Regions from separate parts of the Capsicum annuum genome. Here region 2 is linked to region 1. Evidence: chromatin contacts called from public Hi-C data. All regions are on one chromosome and are shown on one strand. Each heading gives the region's core, a stretch centred on a gene start, on an enhancer-like site or on the middle of the called end of the contact. The rest is flanking DNA. Distances are from core to core; before and after follow the strand shown.

Region 1 (6,122 bases), core at 2,048-4,547:
TATGTAAACGTGGTATAGAATCAAGATTCATGGGAATTTATGGTTAAAAATCATAATAACTTGTAAAAGATCACAACTTTGAATTTAAAATTGGATACTTGAACTCCATGGGTGGAAGGGATCCAGGGATGAACATTTAACATACCCGGGTTGATGAATTCGTAAGAGTTCTTGGGGGTTTTCTTGAGATTTGATCTTGAATATTGAAGGCTAGGGCTTGTTCTCGAGAGAAGATTAGTTTCTTTGAGTGAATTATGAGTAATGGGGAACATAATGCCCCTTTAGGGTTTTAATTTCGTGTTTTGGACGGATTTGGGGCCATGAGAAAAGATCAAAAGGTAACTGGAAATTAAATCGTAAAACTGGAAAATCTCGATTTTTGGCTCCGACGCGACGCGGTGCTTATCGCGTTGGGCCACTGAAAAAGGACAATCCCTATTTTGTCTAACGGCACGACGCGGTGCTATAGCGCTGCGCCACTGGAAATAGACAATTCCGAACTGGCACCTTGGCGCGACGCGGTGCCTTACTGAATGTGAATTTGACTCTTGGCGCGACGTGACGTTATATCGGTGCACCACTGAAAAAGGATGAAAGTGATTTTGGCTATCACCGCGATACGACCTTATCACGTTGGACTACTATTTTTCACTAAAAGTGCCATAACTTGTCACCCGTATATCGAATTTGGGCGAAATTGGTATTGTTGGAAACCTAATTCAATTTTCTATCATTTGGTTAGTCTTGATCTGGAAAATTTTCAGTAGAATAAAAGATAGGCTCATTTGAAGTTGACTATAGCAACATTTTTCTCAAAAACTCAATCGGTAAGGAATATTTTGATTCGTCTAATAGCTGATATTTATTTGAGGCCTTAATATACATCAAACTCACTCATAAAACTATCAAAGAACTACAATATATTTTGCATGAGTTTGGAACATGACTGTAATATTAATTTGGATTTTTTGGGGTATTACAAACAATGTCTCTCTCTATAAAGTTGTTATCTTAACCCCATCATTTGGATAAAATATTCAACATTTTATTAGCTAAATGACTTTAATAAAATGACTCTTCCTTTTTAAGTTTGGAAGCTGAGACTAAAACAACAGTTTGTGACTGATATTTGAATTATCTAAGTGAATGTAGGAAAATATTTCTACTACTATGCAAATTGGTACTGTGAAACAATTACCGAGCTGCTACTTCTTGAAGCCTAGACTTGATTCTTCCCAAAGTACTTTATATTGAAATATCAAAGGCATCCTTTTAAAGCCACCTGACAATCTTTTTTTTTTTAAAAAAAAATAATTTACATAAATTGAGAAAATGAGAAAATTATATACATCAAGAGATGAACATATCAGAAATGAGACGATTTTAAGCCTCGTAAATATCAGATATCATTAAAATTACAGAAATAAACCCTAACCCCAAACAGTCAACTATCAAGTTTTAGATATCACACAAATAAATACTAGCCCCAAATGCTTGCATAAACCCTAACCCCTACAGATTACATGCACCCTAGACTCAGTCATAAAGCAAATTAAATCAAAAAGATCACAAATTCATCCATTGTAAAGTAAAATCACGGACAAACACAAAAAAACAAACTGACCCTTAAAAAAAATGATAAGTTAAAACTCATTCAAGCTAGAATATGAACAACAATTTAAAACAAACTCAAAAAATTAACAAAATACAAGTTTTTTCGTGTACAGAATGGAAGCAAATACCTTCAATGCCTCAATTCGTGTAGAGATTGTAAGCTTGACCTTCAATTCGTGCAGAAATGCCCTCAAAAGACCTTCAATTCGTGCATTTTGTTGTAGAGAGAGAAAGCAGTAAAGAGAGAGCTGAAATTGAATGAAAGCCCTAGACGCCGATCCCTTTTTACCCTTTATATATTTTATTTTTAATTAAAAATTTAAAAATAATTATTTTGACGGATTATTCGATCACTACAATAAATAAAATTTCGAAAATATAAATTTGAAGCTTACCGACGATTTTTCCGTCGCTAAATCTGTTGCTACAAAATAATTAAAATTGTCACACATTTTTGTTGCTAAATCCATCACTACATTTAGGCGTCTTTTTTCTGCCATTATTCAGCGATGGAAGAGTATTCGTTGCTAATAGCATAAATAAAAATGGACTTGCTATGCATGCGACAAAATTGATTGTTCCGTTGCTAATCCATCGCTATATAGTGATGGAACTGAATCTGTCAGTAAATTTCGTCGCTAAACTCTCTTTTTTAGTGTATATATTATTTTTAATACATTATATCAAACACTTTATAAGAAATGATGTTTGTATAACTAATACCAGCAATACTAATACTTGCATTAATAATACATATATTACTAAGACATCTTATTCACCATTATTCTTATATACTCTACCAAATGATCCCTAAGTGGAGTACAGGAAGAATAGGGTGTATGCAGATCTTATCCTATTTCGTTAAGATAGATTATTTTTGAACGACCATCGACTCAAGTAACTCATAACAAAACAATCTAAAAATAAAAATAAAAACACATATAGACATAAAATAGACATAGCATCATTTAGAAAAAAGGAACAATAACTTCAAATTAATATGATAATTGAAACAAAAAATAACATATATTAATAAAAATTTATGGGCAAGCGAGATTAGTATTAATGTTACTGGAATGCAATGATACAACACACAATGTTCTATCTATTAATCTTCTAATCATAATTTTCGTATTTTATATCCCCTATTTAAGATCATGTCCTTGATAAATTGATGGTGCGTCATGTCTTGTCTCATTACCTTACCTCAAGACTTTTTTCGATTGGCCCTTGCTTCTCATTAACTCCATCATTGCCAACCTTACACATCCTTACTGACATCCACATCTTCTCTTTCACATGCTCGAATTATCTCAGTTTTTTTTTCTTATTCCGTCACTACACCTCCTTATCGTGTATATTTTCATTTCTTATCTTTCTCTCTTCTAATGTACCTATACATTCACCTCAACTTTCTCATTTTCGCAACTCTCATCTTTTAAATGTGAGATTTCTTAATTAATCAACACTCACCACTGTTAACTTGAAAATTCATCTTCAAAAATCAATAAAAAAAAAATGTTTAATATATGACCAAGTAATATTTTAAAGTAAAAAACAAATGAAGTACGTCTAGGCGCCCCTCTCCCCCTCAAAAAAAAGAAAAAAAAAAGATAGGAAGAAAAAGGTGGCAAGATTTCGCACGCATGAAAGCAATTAATTTCATCAAACAAAGCTAAACAACCTTTATTTTATTTATTTCTTTTCATCATTTCATATTTTTTATACCTAAGTCTATATTACTACTCGTCTACTCTCCACACCTTATCTTTTATTTGACTCGACTCTACTTCCCATCTCTCTCTATAAAATTATCTATTCACTCTTCTTTCAATCTCCAAAATATCTGCTCTTTCTCGATACTTAATTATAATCAATTTGGATTTTGCTACAATTTTCATTCGCTGTAAGTCCCTAATTTTCTTAATAATATACAGTGTTATTTTTTTTTTTTTTTACTATTTGCCATGTAACACTATTTTTGACTACATGGGATTTGTGTTTTAATTATTGGGTTTCTGAATTCTTGATTTTATGGTTTTCTTTTTCTTGTGTTTTCTAGTGTATGTTTCATTAAGATCTATGGAAAATTGTACAAGATTGCTATACTGTTGTTTTTTGAGAAATAATAGATATTAGTAGATAATTATGTGAAATGATTTTCAGCTGAAATTTCTTGCTTTTTCGTTTGTCATGTTTGGTTGCAAGAAAATAACAATATTGAAGTAAGTCCGGTTGTTTTAAAGGCTATTGTACTGTGTTCTTAGGGGTCATTTGGTAAGCAGACTAAATTATCCTAGGATTTTAGTTCAATCCCAAGTTGGATGGGATAAGGTGGGATATCGCATGATTATGCTTGGATACATTTATACCGTATAAATTTTATCTGATGATTAATCTCGAGATCTCACCTTATCCTGTGTACAAACAACCCTTTATAGAATTGGTACGATAATGTTTTTAAATGCATTGGGTTGTTGCAATTACTTTGATGGTTGAACTTGTGTCCTTTAGATTTCGAAAAGAAAAGAGTAAATCCAAGGGGGTGTTCGACCATGAAAAGTGCAACTATTTAAAGAAAACTAGTTTTTGTTTTTAAAGTAAAAAATGATAGTTGAAAATTGGAGTTATGTTTGGCCATGAATACAAATTGGGGTTCTTTTTGAACTTTTGTGAGATATTTGGAGCAAAAAAAGTAAGAATTAACTTTTCGTGTTTTTTGAAGTTCTTGAAATTTCGGATTTTTTTTGGATTTCTAAGGTCAAATGTTTTTTCCGTGGTTCAACTCTCGGAAAAGGTAAGAAAAATTCATGGCCAAACGCCCCTTTATTCAAACTGATGTTTCCAAGATACAATTTTTACAGTACTTTATATGCTTGCCATAAATTAAGAAGTAGTAGCATGGTTAATTACTGCCTTAATTTATGACTTGTAAACCTTTGAAAAAAAGATTGATTAGGTACAAAGATTAACGGAGCAAAAAGCAAAAAAACAAAAGTACAAATCTTTGTCCTAATAAGTACTGTAATAATTAGGCGTGCTATTACATGATTCCTAAACTTTATTTTCTCATAACATGTTTTCATATGTTGTTCTTGACTTCTAAACTGATGTTGCATATGGTGTTGTTTACAGGAGCTTACAGTTGGTGAAAGACAATAATCTGAGATTTTTTTTGTCTAAAGTGAGGGACAGTATGCTGTGTTGCTGTTTTTCTGTTGATGTTTATCGGAAAGTCATCTCCTTGAACTTGTATTGTCATGTAATTCTGTAGAGTACCTATTACAGAAAATAGTTAATTTGTGAAATCTTGATCAGTTTGTCTTTTTTTCACCCCCGAAACTCATATTCTTGCCAGTAATCTTCCATGGGATCCACACATTTCATTGTTATACCGTGCTACGTTCTCAGTATTATCTGAGACTTGCTTTATCCGTGTCTTTCCTGGTTAATCAGGGATATTAGCGTTAGCTGTTCAAGTTTATTCAGGGGTGTGGTTTTCTTTGTCGTTTCTTTTAGGAGATAGGTAGAGTTTAATAGAAAGACTCAGGAGTTTTTTGAAATCGCTTGTCCTTTTTATTGTTCTGCTGGAAGATTTGCGGTGTTGTACTTGTCTTGAGTGGAAGGGTTGGAACAAGTAGTTATGGTGTGCCAAGCAGCTGGCCAGACAAGATTTCGGGCATTAAAACATGAAAATGGAATTGCGGGGTGTGCCACCATAGTTGTTAGAGTCATAGCATGCTTTCAACCTCTCCAAGATTGCCAGGTTTGTGTTTGTCGTTTTCGGAATTTTGAATAATATTTCAATATTAGTGTCTTGTTGTATCCTTGATCTTAGAGTTTAAAAAGCTAATTTCTTTTCTTGTTTATTTCAGGCTGAATATTTCAGACAGTTGTTGAAGCCTGTCACGTAGTTTTATCTTTCTCGTAACTGCATCGTAGTGAAGTTGGAATTTTTCGATTTTCTGTTCTTTCTCAAGTCTACAAGAAATAATCAGCATTTGTATTACCTCGGTTATTTAGAACTGGTAAGTTTTGCAATATCTCTGTTCTGGGAAATTTTTAATTTTGAAGATTAAGTTCTTACATATAGATCATCTGGTTCATTGGATGTTTCTTTGGTTTTATCATTAGGTGATTGTTGTAGTTGAATGGAAAAAGACTTCATATCTTGGTTCAGTCACCAGTATCCTGATCTACAATCTGCCCATTCGAACTTTTCTGGTCGTGGACTCAATATTGGGCAGCAGAATTCTGTTCCTATGTACATGACTCCATACTCAAATGAGATTCCAGTGAAAGGGGATTCTTCCTTCTCATTTTCCGGGCTGCTAGAATCAAAGGGAAGTCAGCCAACTGAAGCTCACAATTGGTTCTACTGTTTGCCACAGTTGCATCAGGGTTTTGCTCCTGTATTGAGCACTATAGTGGAAGAGAAGCTTGCCCTGCAATCAGTTGACTGTTGTGGAGGCAACGAAGAACCCCATGCAGGACTTAAATCCGCGCCA
Region 2 (6,303 bases), core at 561-3,060, 71 kb before region 1:
ATTATGTTTTATACTTTTTTTTAACAGTCATTAACGGAGGTGAACAGTAATTTTTTTTTTGTAAAAACATAATAATTAATTATATTTTACACGTAGATCAAAAAAATAGTGTGTTGTCCCATCATAGTCAAATAAATACGATTTTTATAAAACGTAATAATACAAAAAAATTTGTAAAACCTAATAATTTATTACGTTTTACTCTCTTCGTTTCGTATTAATTGATCCTTATGAACTTGACATACCCATTAAGAAAATTATTTATTAGGTATCTATTTTACCAAATTAGTCTTAGTAATTATGCTTTGAAAATATAAGTTTGAGTTATACAATTTGTTTAGTCATTTAATGATAAGGATATTATTGAAAAACATATTAAAATACTTTTGATTTCATTAAAAAGATAATTAAATTAAAATAAATATTTTTATAAATAAGATCAATTAAAATAAAATGAAAGAATACCAAAATTTTATGATTTGACTAAAAGTTGATGGGACAATACACATTTTTAAGCAAAGTTGGAATTCAAATATGAAAGGTAAACATTCAAAGAAGCTGAAGTGGATTTAACATTTAACATGTATATATAAAAAGTAATTTTAATTATGTATAAATAGTGAATTTTGTAACAAAGATGATTTAGATGAATTTTCTTAGCACTGCCTAGCTTTGCCCCTAGTCCGATCATCCAAGTTCGAAAGAATCAAATGAAATAGGACATCAAAATATAGGATGTCGACATAGTTTATTCTCTATTCAAATTTACTTATTATATTTTGAATTGATATACCGATTATGAAAATAATGATTGGTTAGTGACTTTATGATTTACCCTTATTAATTGATATTTAGTACTCTTTCCGTCCATCTTTACTTGTTCACTATTTTATTTGGGATATCCAACAATACTTGTTCAATTTATAAATCAATGGATAACTTACCTATGTCTATTCATTTTATACTTAGCATTAAATACGATTTATTATCTAATGTATTTTCAAAACATTAATTTATTTATTTAAAGAGTAATAAGATAAATTATCACTATCAATTACTGTTTCTTAATTTTTGTGCCGATAGAAAAATGGATAAGTAAATATGAATAAAGGGAGTAATAGGTATTTGAAAAATAAACAATTAATGATAAGGGTAAAACATGAAAAAAATATTATTTTTTGTATATTTGTCAAAAATGATATGTTGGGCTCAACCAACCAAAGATACTCTTAGCTATTGTAATATTGTCTGTTTTGGATAAAACTTGCACGATTTTTCTCAAAAAATTTCGCATCGTTAATCTTATATTTTATATGTAGTTCCCAATCTCTTCAGCTATTAATATATGACTTGGAGTCGCACACCCAACATGACAAGTAAAATTAAAAATCAATTAAAAAATAGTCATAAGTAAATTCGAATGGAGAGCAGTGGCGGAGCCACCTTTCAATGAAAGGTTTCAACCCCCTTCGATGTTAAATTGTATTATTTTATATTATTTTTATATAGTTAAAAATAATTTTTATACATATATAGTAGATGTTAAATTCCTTTCGAAACATACATTTATTTTTGAACTTCATCAATGAAAATCTTGATTTCGCCGCTGGCGAAAGGTGCATATTTTCCACAGATTATTTTACACAACGAAAGGTGTTGAGTATTGGCAACATCATTTTAGTGATTGCTGCAGTGAAAAGGTTTGACAATTGGTGCAAGAATCGAAGGCCATGCGAGCTCTCTCTTTGTGTGTGTTACAGATTTCACAGCAAATCTATGTATATTTGTTGCACCCTGTTACTCACCTATTGCTATCTATCATTGGAAAAAGTGTGTACGAATTCCTTAAAAGCTGCTGCATCTCATACTACAAACAACACTAAGAATTGACCCCTTAACCCATGCGTATTTTGCTTTGAATAACTAGAAAAGAAATTTCGTTTGTACTCAAACACTCCACGCTCTTTGGATCATTTATTAAGGTTCGTTTGATAGGGTATATAAAAATAATATTTTGTTCCTATTAAAAGAACGTTCTTTTTAGATAGATAATATTTTTATTTTTTATATAACATATTTAATACCCCAAAATTAAAAAATATTTTAGTATATTTAACGTAATTTTAATTTAACATCACAGGATTCAAAAGTACCTTTATTTTCTTAGTAGTAGTTGGTCATGAAAAATCACAATTTTTAAAATTGGAGCTGTTTTTAAATGTTTATGAGAGAAATAAAAGTGAAAACAAGTTACACTTTACAAGTAATACTGCAAGTTATTTTTAAAATTCTTATGGTCAAACACCATTTTTGAAATAAAATGAAAACAATCAAAAAAAAAGAAGTAAAAAATTCTTATGGCCAAACACCCACTTAAACTCCGTATCAAGTCAAATCAGGTCATTATTTTTGAAAAGAAGGAAGTATTGTTAGAGTTTTCGTACTTATTTTCTTACCAAATTTAAGTTTTACTTTTCTTTTAAGAAAACTAAAAGTAATTTTTGTTGGAAAAAAAGATTTTGTTACTCTATAAATTGAAGATTTTTCTTCTCATACAAAAACATAACAATAACATCCACAATGTAGTCGTTTAAGAGTCTTGTTTAAGGAGAGATTTTCTTCCAATAGGTTTTATGTTTTTCAACATTATTTTTCAATATATAGGTTCAGAGGTGGATCCAGGATCCGGACTCTTCAGGTGTCAAGTAAACTTAACAATGAATGCGGAGAGAGGTGGCCAATGAGGCCGAGACCATGACCTTTGCCGGCGATGTCAAAAATTTCGACGGTAGCAACAGCAAAGACCAAAAAAGCAGAGTGCAATGATGATTTAAGAATTCAAATTTGAGAAGAATAGTTTTTTTTTTTTAATTTGAGGAGAGAGAATAAAATTATGCATTTTTAATACAAATATTAACTATTAATATTTGAAAAATAAAAGAAAAATTCAATATAATTACTATTAATACATATATAAAAAAGGGGTATCCAACTGGTAGTTATTTGTGGCTTCACTTCAGCCTAAAATTAAGGATAAAAGTAAGGCTGCCAGTAGAGGTCAAACCCACGACCTAGGGGGAGCAAATGTGACACTCTGCCACTCCGACCAAACAAAATTTCAGTCTTGGGTTGGCATGTTAATTATTTGACTATATCCGTGTATATATATGTATATATAGAGAGAGCTTCCGTTGAAGTTTGCGGGTGGCATGACACCCTCAACTCTCTTAATAGATCCGCCCCTGTATAGGTTGTTTGACCAAATCATATCAATAATATATTTTAAATATTTTTTGTATTTGTCGTTTACATTATCGTCTCTATGGTTTGCAAATTATTAGCTTTCACATAATGCGCTATCAATTTTGAACCCAATTACAAGTTTAAAATATGATGTAGTAGTAATGTTGGAATTAGTTATATGAAATTTTCTTATGAGGTATTTGGTTTGTTGTATTAAAAATAGCACATATTTCATAATTTCTAAAAGCAAATATTTATTTATAAATATACCCTTCACAAATATGGCGGAAAAGGTTTTAAATGACATTTGTGTCTTTAGTCATACTAATCATGCATTAGAAATTCATTTATTTACTACTATCGTGAATTTTCATGAATTAGTTACACCAAATCGAGATACATAGATTTAGAAATTGTATCAAAAAAGATGTTAGTAATACACAAAGTTAATACATGCATTATTTTTTTCTAATTCATTTCTACTGAACGACTTGTAGTGTATATAAGAATTATATTGAATGAATGTATTACTAGCAATATTAAGATTAGTTATTTTGATATTACTTTTTATTAACTGTTTGTTGTGTTGTATAAGATGAACAAGGTATATTAGATAATAGTACTGAATGATGTGTATTAAACATATTAGCATCATTAATTTTTTATTCATTGTCTGATTTGGTGTATTAACACAATTCTATCTTTACTCGTGCTTATTTATATAAATAATTATTTTACTGCTTATACTGTGATTTGATATATATTAGTGACACTCTATAATACTATATAAGGTGTGTATATATATATATATAGGCTAAAATTCTATCAAACAAAAAACAAATAATGCCATAACTAATAGTACATATATTAAACTTTTTAATGTATTCTATCAAACGACCGCTTATTGATGTTATAATTCATAATATACACAAATGCACTCTAAAGAAACATGTTCTCTAAACACCTTTGGGGAACTAAAAGCAGAAGTCTTAGCTTTAGAAAATACGACTCAGAAGACATTCAAAGAGTTTGTCAAAAAAGCTACTATAGTGTCTTGTCCCATAAACCTAAAGAAATGTCTTCTGACACTGAGGATCGCAAAAGACCAAGTCCCATATACAGTGACCCTCAAAGCTTTAAAACTAGGAGAAACCTCACCCCTACTGGGAAAGAGAAAGACTATGGAAGTCAACCAATCAAATTTATCTCCAATGCTAAACTTTATAATATGAAACGTTAGAGGGGCAAAGAGGGCCAATTTTAGGAGACAATGTACTACTATGGTTAAGCTTCATAAACTAGCCATGCTTGTCTTTCTTAAAACCAAAATGTCGAACCATAAAAGAATTATTGAGGCTCTATTGACCTTCAGCTCGAATCTGTTGTTATTGGTATGTCAGGTGGGATTGTGATTATGTGGAAAAAAGACATCCTCAAGCTTGAGGATATCTTAATCACCCTTCAAGGCATACATGCAATGGCAAAGGTACTATCTACTTCTCACTCTTTGATTCTTTCCACTATTTATGCATGTAATGACTTCAACACTAGATGCACCCTTTGGGAACAACTTAAAAATATTGCTCACAACCACTCTAAAGACTATTTTATAGGAAGATGTTGTAATAAAATTTAGTGCTAGAGACAAGATGGGGGGCAAAAATATTAACAATAGGAGAGCTGACCTCTTTAGAAAATGTCTTAACCAGTATTACATGGTTGATCTAGGTTTTAAAGGGGGACAGTCACTCGAACTAATAAGAGATTCAGAAACAGATAAAGCCTGATCTTTGAATGGCTAGACAGGTGTTTTGCTAATAACTCTTGGATATCTAAATATGCCAAAACCAGCATAACCTATCTCCCTTGGACCAAGTCAGATCATTTTCCTTTCTTAATCAACCTGTCAAATCAAAACTATTTAGGCCACAAACCCTTTAGAATGAAACCTATGTGATGTGGGCTCCGCACTTCTAAGACATTGTCCACTTCTCCTTCAGTCTCCTTAATTATCCCATCTAAGTCATCCATACATTTCAAGACACTGTTACACAGTGAAATATTTTCACATTTAGAAATATATACCACAAGATAAAAAGAATTCATTGCTAGAATTGATGGTATCCAAATGATTCTCTGTTTTTCCTAATAGTAGTTTTCTATAAAATCTTGAGAAAGAGCTTCTTAATGAGTATGAATCCCTCCTCAAATTTAAAGAGGATTTTTGAAAAATAAAATTTAGAATAAACTATTTAAATAATGAGGACTCTAACACCAGATTTTCCTTGCTTCCGCTCTTCATAATAAAATGAGAAATAAGACAAATACAATCGAGGATTATGCTGACAACTGCTAACTGATCAAAGTGATATCGAGCATCACATCACCTCCTTCTTCTATATGCTTACACTACTGGTCATTTTTACTCTAACCTTACTACTTTTTTTGCCCATGATAATGGCCCTTTTTTTACCCATGCTGACCAAGCAATGCTTGACTCTTCCTTGAGAGAATCTAAAACTACTGCCATTAAGTCCATTACACCATTCAAGGCCTCTGGACCTAATGGACTCTATCTTTTTTTCAAAAATGCTAGACTAGACTAAGAGAGAAAACAATTGCTTTCTATAGAATAACCTTTGTCACTTGTCTAATGGAGCCTGATATGAACAAAACACTGCTTTGTCTAATTGCCAAAGTCACTAATGTCAACATGATCAAGAACTACAAACCCATTAAATTATGTAACACTGCCTACAAACTTATTATCAAGATTACTGTAAATAGGCTAAAACTTCTTCGTCACACCATTATTGGCCTTATCCGAGCCAGTTTTCTCTCTAACAGAAGAGCATCTGATAATGCCATCACTGTCCAAGAGTTTGTCACTCGTTCTAAGAAAACAAAAAAAGAAGGTAGGATAATATGATCTTAGAAAGTCTTTGACAGGCGTGAATATTTTTTCATAAGAGAAATCTTACTCCTTTTTCAATTTCCTAATAAACTCATCAGCCTTATCATGTCTTGCATAACCAGTTCTAACATCTCTATTTTAGTTAA

What was found. Hi-C and Micro-C count contacts between places; a contact is called where the count stands out from the background.
Region 2: a contact with region 1 is called in a Hi-C map of placenta, with 4 times the contacts expected there. The contact joins the enhancer-like site here to the promoter of LOC107850654 in region 1. A contact is called at or near these places in 2 of 5 Hi-C or Micro-C datasets (leaf and placenta).

What each region holds. Positions count from the first base shown.
Region 1 is chr12:205,548,126-205,554,247 of UCD10Xv1.1, reverse strand. It overlaps LOC107850654 (transcription factor bHLH143), which reads left to right and starts at 3,297. Exons shown (of 4, transcript XM_016695337.2): 1 at 3,297-3,520; 2 at 4,750-5,380; 3 at 5,490-5,642; 4 at 5,749-6,122. The coding sequence starts at 5,766.
Region 2 is chr12:205,617,613-205,623,915 of UCD10Xv1.1, reverse strand. No RefSeq gene overlaps it. Among protein-coding and RNA genes, the nearest start is that of LOC107850654, 70 kb to the right of the region's middle. Within about 2 kb of position 1,810, at least 1 of the 5 cell types and tissues checked has an H3K27ac peak or open chromatin away from gene starts, as enhancers often do.